Linked DNA regions of Macaca mulatta: region 2 is linked to region 1. Evidence: chromatin contacts called from public Micro-C data. All regions are on one chromosome and are shown on one strand. Each heading gives the region's core, a stretch centred on a gene start, on an enhancer-like site or on the middle of the called end of the contact. The rest is flanking DNA. Distances are from core to core; before and after follow the strand shown.

Region 1 (5,186 bases), core at 1,433-3,932:
ACTCTCTTTACCAACCTCCACTTAATTAATTCACGGGGTTGTCTGATGCGCTTCATTCCATCTGTAAAACATGCCACCGATGCTCTTGGTGCACCCAAGACCTGAGGCTAGAAGGCTACTCTCTGGCACAGCTGCCTGCTGCTTCCAGTTAACTGACCAGTGGTCAGTTCAGATTGGAGAAGGGACTTCAACTGCTGTGATACATTGGTTTTTACAGCCCCTTCTTCCCTTCCACAAATGGAGCTGAAAAGCATAATTCCTTAGTTTTAATATTTATTTTTTGCCTGTGGACTGCTAATCATAACTCGAATATAAGAAATGCCATTTTAAAACTCTGAGATTTGGGTTCATTATGATTGAATCTGTGTAAATAGGATTTTGAATCAAATCTAGCCTTCATTCTCAGTCTCCCTTCATCTATTCTGTTTGTATCCTCCGATTTCCTAATTCTCTTTGAACCCTCCTTAGTTATTCCAGATCCACTCTGGATGCATGGATCATCTAACATTTCCGTAGAGCCATCCTGTCTGACTCTGGAGGTAGCTGTCTAATTAAAGTTGTTATCTCCCTGTACCACATTGCTCCTTGGATTTTGAAAGTGTTTGTAGATTGCAAGACAATTTGTATTTGTTTAGATTTTCCAAAGGTTGAGGGAAATAGCATATTGAAATGCAGCCAGTACCTACCCACATGTTCACTTTGTTTTTCTCTATTCTCACAAAACAGTAAAAGTTATGTCTTCATGAGCAATTAAAAGATGGATGGGAAGAGGAGGAGGGATGTGTGTTCAGCCTGCATTTCACAGTTCCTCATTTTACTTAGATTGATTGACTCTGGCTCTGTTTTTTGACTTCATAATATGAGTTTAATTGTGATAAAATAAAGATATACTTTACTGATACAATAATCCACTGATGGTTTACTTGTAATTTGTAAATAGGTAGAACATGAGAAAGTATAAAATATTTTTTCTTCCCCATTAGAGACCACATTGTAATTTCTGTAGCATCTCAAGGCTCTTTTAGTAAGCTTTCAAAGTAAGCGTTAAAGAAGGCACTAGACATAGAGCTGTGCTGGATACGACTTAGAAAGACAGACTCAGAAATTGCCATTGCCAGGTTGTCTACCTCCTGGTCACTGACATTTAGCCTGTGCATGGTCTCAGTTCTTTTCTATCTGTGGGCTCTTAGATCATTTAGCTCTAAGAGATGGGAGTTGAAACATGTCTGCTTGAAGTGGATCAGTTCCCTTCTCTGTATGTACCAGGACCAAATTATGGAATAGGTTGTGTTGGAGAAGTTGAAGGTGAAAACTGGAATAGGCAAGAGTAGGCAGTGATAGGGACAGAGTACTTAGAACTTTGGAGAAGTGGGGAAAAGGAGAGGAATGAGTGAGCCAACCACATTCCGTCTCTCTTGCCCATAGAACCATATGAAACAAAACAAAATAAATTGGACTATGTATGGCTTTTTCACACCAGTATTTTAGATGGCTCTTCCATTGAATTAGGAAGACTTATTGGGTTTCTCACCTTATTTGACCCCACCCCTAACCCCAGGTTGGACTTAGTGTTATCCCATAGAGGCTTTATGGCTCTGTAGTAGGGCCACTGAGCTGCGTGACCCCAGGGGTGTACCATGCCACAAAGAACATTATGCTTTCAATACCCTGGGGAGTAACAATGTCTGTAAATTTAGGGAAGGTATATGGGATATTGGAAGATGAGGAAAGAAGGCATTAGGAATAAAGGAAAAAAAGAACAGATTTCTGAGGAGACTGGTGGTCAAGAAAATATAAACACTCCTTTTAGTTCAAAGATTAATCTTCCTTAGGCAATGCTGAGTTCTGCCCTGAAAGAGTACTAATATCTGTCATAAAATATTTTAATCCTCAGTACTTTTCCTTTATGACTTGATTATGCCTAACTCAATAGAAGCGCTTCTTGCTTAATTAAATGGATTATCAAAATAACAAAAATTTCAAAGCCCTAAATTCTATGGGAAAATGTAGCTAGAAAATTGGAGGGAGACTAGAAATTAAGAAAAAGATTTTCATAAAAGCTTTGAATAGATGGAAGAATTACACATATTCTCTCTTTTGAGAATGCAAGGAATGTTTTATCTTTGTGTGCAGTTCTAGGAATAGTAGCAACAGCCAGGACCCCTGCATGATAAATTTCAATTTCTCAGATCATGAAACTCAGTAGGGTTCCCTAGTCTCAATTTTAATATTCTGAGTTCTAACTTTTAAGGGCTAAATAAAAAGTATTACCCTTTTGAGTTTCATTGGTTTTCAATAGCTTTTTGAAATAATGAGCTCCCTTTACACGCATATCATATGAACAAAGCTGCCCCAAAATGGCTGCCATGATACTCTTAATGCTTCCTGTCCCAATTTCCCCACCTTATCTACCTGTTTCCCTATGTGAAGAAAAAAATATCAGCTGTAGCCTGGACTCTGGCTATAAATGAATCCAGGCAAAGATATGCGAATATGGATGCAAAGCAATTGTCACCACTGATCATATGGCTGTTCTTTGCATTTTACCTAACTTTGGTCATCTCCATTTGCTTGTCCCTTTACCAAAGGCACAAACACTCTCAGAGAAAAGAAGGTTGTGGTGTTTGCTATCCCTGAAATGGGACTGGCTTTGCCCACCACACACTTCAGAGATCACTTCTGCTTTGTCTCTCTGCCTGCAACTTAGATAGCTACCACCAAGTTGGTGGTTACCCCTTGGTAAAGCCTTTAAGCTCCTTTCTAGGCATGGAAAATTGCTTAGCTAAATAGTGTGAAGATATTTTATAAATGCTGAAGTATTTATAGCTTTAGATATATTTAATTAATAATTACTTATGGTTTCATATTAAGAGGAAGCACTGGAGCAAAATTTAAAGAAATAGCTCCACCTAGGGACAAGTTAATGCCAACTCCACAATTTCTGCCTTCTTTCTCCTTAGTTATTTATCTTGAAGTGGCATCACTTTTTAATTGGAAGCAGGTGTTTTAAATCCTTATTCCAAAGTAGTTCCCAGGTGTTTCAGTCCTTAGAACTGTGTGCAGTCCTGACAACTAAGGCCTAGCTCTGGAATCAGATAACTTTTAGGAGCTCTCCTTCCCGGTGTGTCTCATGGTCAGCGATGGTGTTGTATCTTATTCTCTTGACTGCTCCTGTTTTTCCTCTAAAAGTATTATCAAGCTTCAACTCTCCTTTCTCAGTCTGTTCTGATTCAGGTTATACTCATATAAGATGGAGAGAAGATCCTATTATTTCTTTTCTTCCCACATCTACCTGAGAACATTGAATTACAATGATATATGCTTTTTTTTTTTTTCAATTAAGATGAACTTACTGTTCTAATTAAATTTTTTTTCTTGGCACAGACTATGTGTAATCCCTTTTTTATTTCTAAGAAATAGACTTATAGAATATAATAAAATTCTTGTGTTAAAACCTTGGTTTTATAACCTATTTTAGCCCACAGTCCAAAGCAGGGGCTAAAAATGGGACCCTCTTACCCCAATTGTAGTTCAGGGTTAAGGTACAGAGGTACAGAATTCATATTTCTTTTTCTTTTTTCTTTTTTTTTTTTTTGAGATGGAGTCTCGCTCTGTCACCCAGGCTGGAGTGCAGTGGTGCAATCTCGGCTCATTGCAAGCTCCGCCTCCTGGGTTCATGCCATTCTCCTGCCTCAGCCTCCCTAGTAGCTGGGGCTATAGATGCCCACCACCACACCTGGCTAATTTTTTGTATTTTTAGTAGATACGGGGTTTCACCATGTTAGCCAGGATGGTCTCTATCTCCTGACCTCATGATCCTCCCGCCTCGGCCCTCCAAAGTGCTGGGATTACAGGCGTGAGCCACCGTGCCTGGCCCAGAATTCATATTTCTAGCAAGAATCCTGGGTGATTCAGACGTAGGCAGTCCTCAGTCCACTCTAAGAAATACTTATCTAAATTATTATTTGTTTTCCAAGATGGAGTTTTTAAAACAGTCATTTTAAAGTACAGATATTTGGATTTCATCACAAAATGAACATGCATTTTTTAAAACCTCGTATTTTAACCTCAAACTTAGAGAAATGTTTCCTCTGAGACTTAGAAAAATGTTACATAGATTTTTTTGATAACAATACTTGGATGAAAATACATTCTCTCTATTGGAGATACTTTTATTCTAAAATAACAGTAATATTTTCTTTTGGGCCTATTTTCAGAATAAATTCTGTAAATTACTATTTCTTAGTTACATATGTGGTACCTTGGTATTTAGTATAATGATGATTGGTATATAGATGTTGTACATTTTCTGTGTTTTGGCTTAATCTCTGTCAGGAACTTTCATAATTTCTATCATGAATAGTAAGAAATACATGAATTCAGCACACATTCCCAGCTGATCATTCAAAAGGCAATTTCCTAAAAAGTTGCATGCCTTAGTCCTGTAACTTCTAATGAGTTGAGTGAAGTGAGAGATTCTCTTTTGGAACAATGAAAAATTATGGTTTTGTTTTTGTTTTTCTGTTTTTTTCTTTATTTACTTTCTTTTTCTTTTTTCTTTTTTTAACTTTTTTTCTTTTTTATTTTATTTTATTTTATTTTAAAAGTGATTTTTTTAAAAAATGGAATTGTAATGCAGGGAATAGTGGAGGGTTCCAGATCAGGTTGTTTTTCTTTTCTTTTTTTTTTTTTTTTGAGACAGAGTCTCACTCTGTCACCCAGGCTGGAGTGCAGTGGCACAATCTTGGCTCACTGCAACCTCTGCCTCCTGGGTTCAAGCAATTCTCCCACCTCAGCCTCCCCAGTAGCTGGGATTACAGGCATGCGCCACCATGCCTGGCTAATTTTTGTATTTTTGGTAGAGATGGCATTTCACCATGTTGGCCAGGCTGTTCTTGAACTCCTATATAAAATGATCCGCCTGCCTCAGCCTCCCAAAGTGCTGGGGTTACAGGTGTGAGCTACCGTGCCCCGCCTCAGGTCAGTTTTAAGAGTTGCAGTGATTCAGAGCCATTTGGTCAGCTTCAGCTTAAAGCGGACCATGCAAGTTAACACATTTGTCTTTTTTGTGTACTATAGACAAAGGTTGAAAAAAGCATCTTGAAGGAAACTTCCTTCTCCAGTAGATCACAGGAGAGGAATAAAGGTTTCAGATGACTGTTTTTCTAAGCTTTTAAAAAATGTGA
Region 2 (5,186 bases), core at 1,337-3,836, 260 kb before region 1:
GTGTTTTTTTAGAGATGGGGTTTTGCCATGTTGGCCAGGCTGGTCTCTATCTCCTGGGCTCAAGTGATCCACCTACCTCAGCTACCTAAAGTGCTGGAATTGCAGGCGTGAGCCACTGCGCCCGGCCAGATAGCAAAATATTTGAACTCTTGTGGATGTGGACAGAATGCACACAGAACATTCCTGGTATGATTCTGTCCTACGCGGCTATTCTGTGGGGCAGCGTCGGTTTATCTCCGTCCGCCTTCTCTCCCACCGAAGTGCCCGCCGCCACCTGATGGAAGACACGATGGATGTGGACATGAGCCCCCCGAGGCCCCAAAACAGTCTTTTCGGTTGTGAACTAAAGGCCGACAAAGATGATCACTTTAAGGTGGATAATGATGAAAACGAGCACCAGTTGTTTAAGAACGGTCAGTTTAGGGGCTGGTGCAGAGGATGAATTGTACGTTGTTGAAGCAGAGGCAATGAATTACGAAGGTAGTCCAAATCAAGTAACACTGGCAACTTTGAAAATGTCTGCGGTGACTCATACCTGTAAATCCCAGCACTTTGGGAGGCCAAGGCGGGCGGATCACGAGGTCAGGAGATCGAGACCATCCTGGCTAACATGGTGAAACCCCGTCTCTACTAGAAATACAAAAAAAATTAGCCAGGCGTGGTGGCGGGCGCCTGCAGTCCCAGCTTCTCGGGAGGCTGAGGCAGGAGAATGGCGTGAACCCGGGAGGCGGAGCGTGCAGTGAGCCGAGATTGCACCACTACACTCCAGCCTGGGTAACAGAGCAAGACCCTGTCTCAAAAAAAACAAACGAAAACAAAAACAAAAACGAAAAAAGAAAATGTCTGTACAGCCAACGGTTTCCCTTGGGGGCTTTGAAATCACACCACCAGTGGTCTTAAGGTTGAAGTGTGGTTCAGGTCCAGTGCATATTAGTGGACAGCACTTAGTAGCTGTGGAGGAAGATGCAGAGTCAGAAGATGAAGAGGAGGAGGATGTGAAACTCTTAAGTATATCAGGAAAGTGGTCTGCCCCTGGAAGTGGTAGCAAGGTTCCACAGAAAAAAGTAAAACTTGCTGCTGCTGAAGATGATGATGAAGATAATGATGACGAAGAAGATGATGATTTTGATGATGAGGAAGCTGAAGAAAAAGCACCAGTGAAAAAATCTATTTGAGATACTCGAGCCAAAAATGCATAGAAGTCAAATCAGAATGGAAAAGACTCAAAACCATCATCAACACCAAGATCAAAAGGACAAGAATCCTTCAAAAAACTGGAAAAAATTCCTAAAACACCAAAAAGACCTAGTTCTGTAGAAGACATTAAAGCAAAAATGCAAGCAAGTATAGAAAAAGGTGGCTTTCTTCGCAGAGTGGAAGCCAAGTTCATCAATTATGTGAAGAATTGCTTCCGTACGACTGAGCGGGAGGCTATTCAAGATCTCTGGCAGTGGAGGAAGTCTCTTTAAGAAAATAGTTTAAACAATTTGTTAAAAATTTTCCGTCTTATTTCATTTCTGTAATAGTTGATATCTGGCTGTCGTTTTTATAATGCAGAGTGAGAACTTTCCCTACCATGTTTGATAAGTGTTGTCAAGAATGTGTTGTCCAAAATGCCTGTTTAGTTTTTAAAGATGGGGCTCCACCCTTTGCTTGGTTTTAAGTGTGTATGGAATGTTATGATAGGACATAGTAGTAGCAGTGGTCAGACATGGAAATGGTGGGGAGACAAAAATATACATGTGAAACAAAACTCAGTATTTTAATAAAGTAAAAAAAAAAAAAAAAAAAAAAAGGATGCATGCAGGACACAAGGCAACTGCCAGCACTTTAGTGTGCCTTGGATGCCCCTCTAGGGTCCCTTTTCCTTGCCTTTGTCTTGGCCTCTGACCTGGCCATACACTGAGGCAATGGGAGATGAAGTAGCCTGGGGACCACCAGTTGCCAGGCAGCAGAGTAGCAGCTGGGGTGTTCAGAGTAGGACCACCACATAATTCAGTCCCCTCTTGCTATTGCCAGAACTTGCCACCCTCTTCCAGGGGCCTCTGCCTTGGCACATGCAGTTGCCACTATTCAGAAAAGCCCTTTGCTTCCCCTTCAGCTGGGTGGTCCCCACTAGTTCTTTGAGAATGGACTCCTTCGACTTCATTAGGACATCTCTGGCGAAGGTGCTGCATTGTGTGCTTCCCCAGCACCTGGGGCACACACACTTCTCCCTCGCTCTACGACGTGGAAGTCGTCTGTTCACTCGTCTTCCCCGATGGTCTGTGAACAGCGTGACGACGTGGGATGGACACACAACTCACCCTCACGCCCCCAGCATCCGTCTGCTGCTCCCTGTATATGTGCAGATGGACTCAGTGAATGACAGCCGCTGCCTGAATTATTTCAGACAGGTGATTACTGCTGGGAGTTGTGCAAGAACGTCTAAGCAGCCAAGCAAATAGGCATATTTTTAAGCAAATAATTCTTTGGTCTTCATTCACAAGGTGGGAGAGTATTCTATTTCATCACCTGGTAAGAGCGTAAAACTGCTGTTCTGTGAAAACCTTTGTTCAAAATATTCTATTTCCTGTAACATTCTTAGCTTCTGACAGGGGGCAGCAGAGCCTAGGAAAACAAAGGCTGGCCCCGGTTAATTGTGGCTTGCACACCTTCGGAGCCAGACCTTTAATGATTTTCAGAAGAAACCAGCCCTTGGTATCTGACAAACCTCACTGTTGAATAAAGACTTTAAGGTAAAGGCTGGCTTTTATTAAAGTAGTATTCTTTTAAGGCACTGCAAACAACTTACTGTTTTTATAAAAGGAAAAAAAAAAAAGACAAAAAATAAGGCAAATAACCATCTCTTTCATTTTATCACAGTCTTGAAATAAGATGGATGCTTATTGTTTGCCATGATGCTAGAGCATGAAGTATTTCCAGCTGGTGTTAGGGAGAATGTCGAGATTTACAAATTATGACCAGATGCTGGGGCTATTGTCCTCTCACCCCCATCATCCTGGAAAAAAAAAAGACATAGTAAATAATAATAATAATAATAATAAAAACCTAGGCCAGGCATGGCGACTCACTCCGGTAATCCCAGCACTTTCGGAGACTGAGGCTGGCGGATCATTTGAGGTCAGGAGTTCAACAGCAGTCTGGCCAACATGATAAAACCCTGTCTCTACTAAAAATACAAAAATTAGCTGGGTGTGGTGGCACGGGCCTGTAATCCCAGCTACAGGAGGCTGAGGCACAAGAATCACATCAATCCAAGAGGCAGAGGTTGCAGTGAGCCGCGAGCGAGACTCCATCTCAAACCAAACCAAACCAAACCAAAACAAAAAACCCAAAAAACCAATGAAAGCAGTGGAGATAATAATGAAAGCAAATGGCCAGAACCAAAATCCTCCTTGCCCCACCATTATGGCATGAACCCTTGGGGGCCCAGGCTCATGCTTTCTGCCCCTTTCTATGTCCAGTGCCCAGTGCAGGCCTGGTGTGTGGCAGCAGGTGCTTGGCACACGCACGTGGAATGGAAGGAACATCTCTGGCCTGTTCACATCTTAGTTCTCTAGGGGAGTTTCTAAGTCATATATGACACCCTATTGTCCCATAAATATACTCCATGGGGAATGTGCATTCAGAAACATGTACTATCCCATATCTAACTTCAGGGACTCTGCTACTTTTCCATTATTTAAAGCTATGCAAAGGAGAGCAGGGGAAAGAAAAGAGGGAGGAGTCCCTGTGGTTGCCCATGGGTTTGCACAGGTAAGAGACATACAGGCGGGCTGGATCTGATTGGCAGTAATTTGGCCCTCAGTCCACATGGTCACCTTGAAACCAGGAGTACAGAAGAGGTCTGCAGGGTATCCTAAGGCTCTCTGATGTCTGTCCCCGCCTTAGTCTAGGAGTCCTAGTATAGTTCAGCGGGAATTCCCTCATGTTCTCCTTTCTAGCACTGTATAGCACATTACATGAAGCTTTCTATCTTCTCAGTGTGTTTGTGTTTAGACTTCTGCCTCCAGTACTGTTAGGTTCTGCTTGTACTTCTCAGAGGAAGATTTTTTTTTTTTGAGTCAGAGTTATGCTTTTGTCACCCAGGCTTGAGTGAAATGGTGCCATCTCGGCTCACTGCAACCTCCACCTCCCAGGCTCAAGGGATTCTCCTGCCTCAGCCTCCCAAGTAACTGGAATTACAGGCCTGTCCCACCACACCTTGCTAATTTTTGTATTTTTAGTAAAGATGGGGTTTCACCATGTTGGTCAGGCCGGTGTCAAACTCCTGACCTCCAGTGATCTGCCCGCCTCAGCCTCCCAAAGTACTGGAATTACAGGCGTGAGCCACCATACCCGGCCCTCAGAGGTAGATTTTTATTTTTATTTTTTGAGACAGTGTCTTGCTCTGTCGCCCAGGCTGGAGTGTACAGGCACAACGTGATCATGGCTCACTGCAGACTTGACTTCTTGGGCTCAAGTGATCCTTCCATCTCAGCCTGCTGAGTAGCTGGGACTACAGGCACACACCACCACGCTCAGCTAATTTTTAATTTTTTTGTAGAGATAAGCTTTCACTTTGTTGCCCAGGCTGGTCTTGAACTTCTGAGTTCAACCGATCCTCCCTCCTTGGCCTCCCAAAGTACTGGGATTATAGGCATGAACCACCATGCCTGACCCAGAGGTAAATTTTAAAATGGGGTTCTCAGCAGTTAGTAAGAGCCTGGCCATTTCTTTCAACAATAACTCAGAGCCTCTTACATTGAATTCACCTTCTTCCCTGCTCTCATTTACAGCTTCACATGATTCATCCTGTTTATAGAGACAGCAATTCTCTTAAGAGACAGGACAGGTATTGAGATACCTTTCCTGGTAGATGAATTAGTTGGGACTCAGAGCAGCGACATCCCGGGCCTGTTGGTCACCTTGATTGTTAATGGCAGTACTGAGATGAGAATCCCGTTTTCCAGGTGTTCCTGGAGCAACTTGGGGTGCTCATTCTTCAGTGAGGGTCTGGATTAGTGAAAGGGTGGGGGAGATCCTGCAACATGGGGATCGAGGAAGAGCATGCATGCTTGGGCTTAGTGCAGTGCCTGACACAATATAGATTATGGGATGTCCCAGCTGTGGGAGTCGCCAAGGGCATGGAGGGGAAGCCGTTCACTGGAGGCAAGCATTTCCACAACAAGGGATAATACGCA

The links. Hi-C and Micro-C count contacts between places; a contact is called where the count stands out from the background.
Region 2: a Micro-C map of CD4 T cells shows a contact between it and region 1, with 14 times the contacts expected there. The contact joins two enhancer-like sites. A contact is called at or near these places in 7 of 14 Hi-C or Micro-C datasets (CD4 T cells, blood, fetal cortex germinal zone and 3 more).

The regions. Positions count from the first base shown.
Region 1 is chr12:102,048,762-102,053,947 of T2T-MMU8v2.0, reverse strand. All of the region lies in intron 8 of ANKRD44 (ankyrin repeat domain 44), which reads left to right. Among named protein-coding and RNA genes, the nearest start is that of PGAP1, 180 kb to the right of the region's middle. Within about 2 kb of position 2,682, at least 4 of the 40 cell types and tissues checked have an H3K27ac peak or open chromatin away from gene starts, as enhancers often do. A contact at or near this core is called in CD4 T cells, where this site is marked.
Region 2 is chr12:102,313,216-102,318,401 of T2T-MMU8v2.0, reverse strand. It overlaps the pseudogene LOC697644. Among named protein-coding and RNA genes, the nearest start is that of SF3B1, 63 kb to the left of the region's middle. Within about 2 kb of position 2,586, at least 11 of the 40 cell types and tissues checked have an H3K27ac peak or open chromatin away from gene starts, as enhancers often do. A contact at or near this core is called in CD4 T cells, where this site is marked.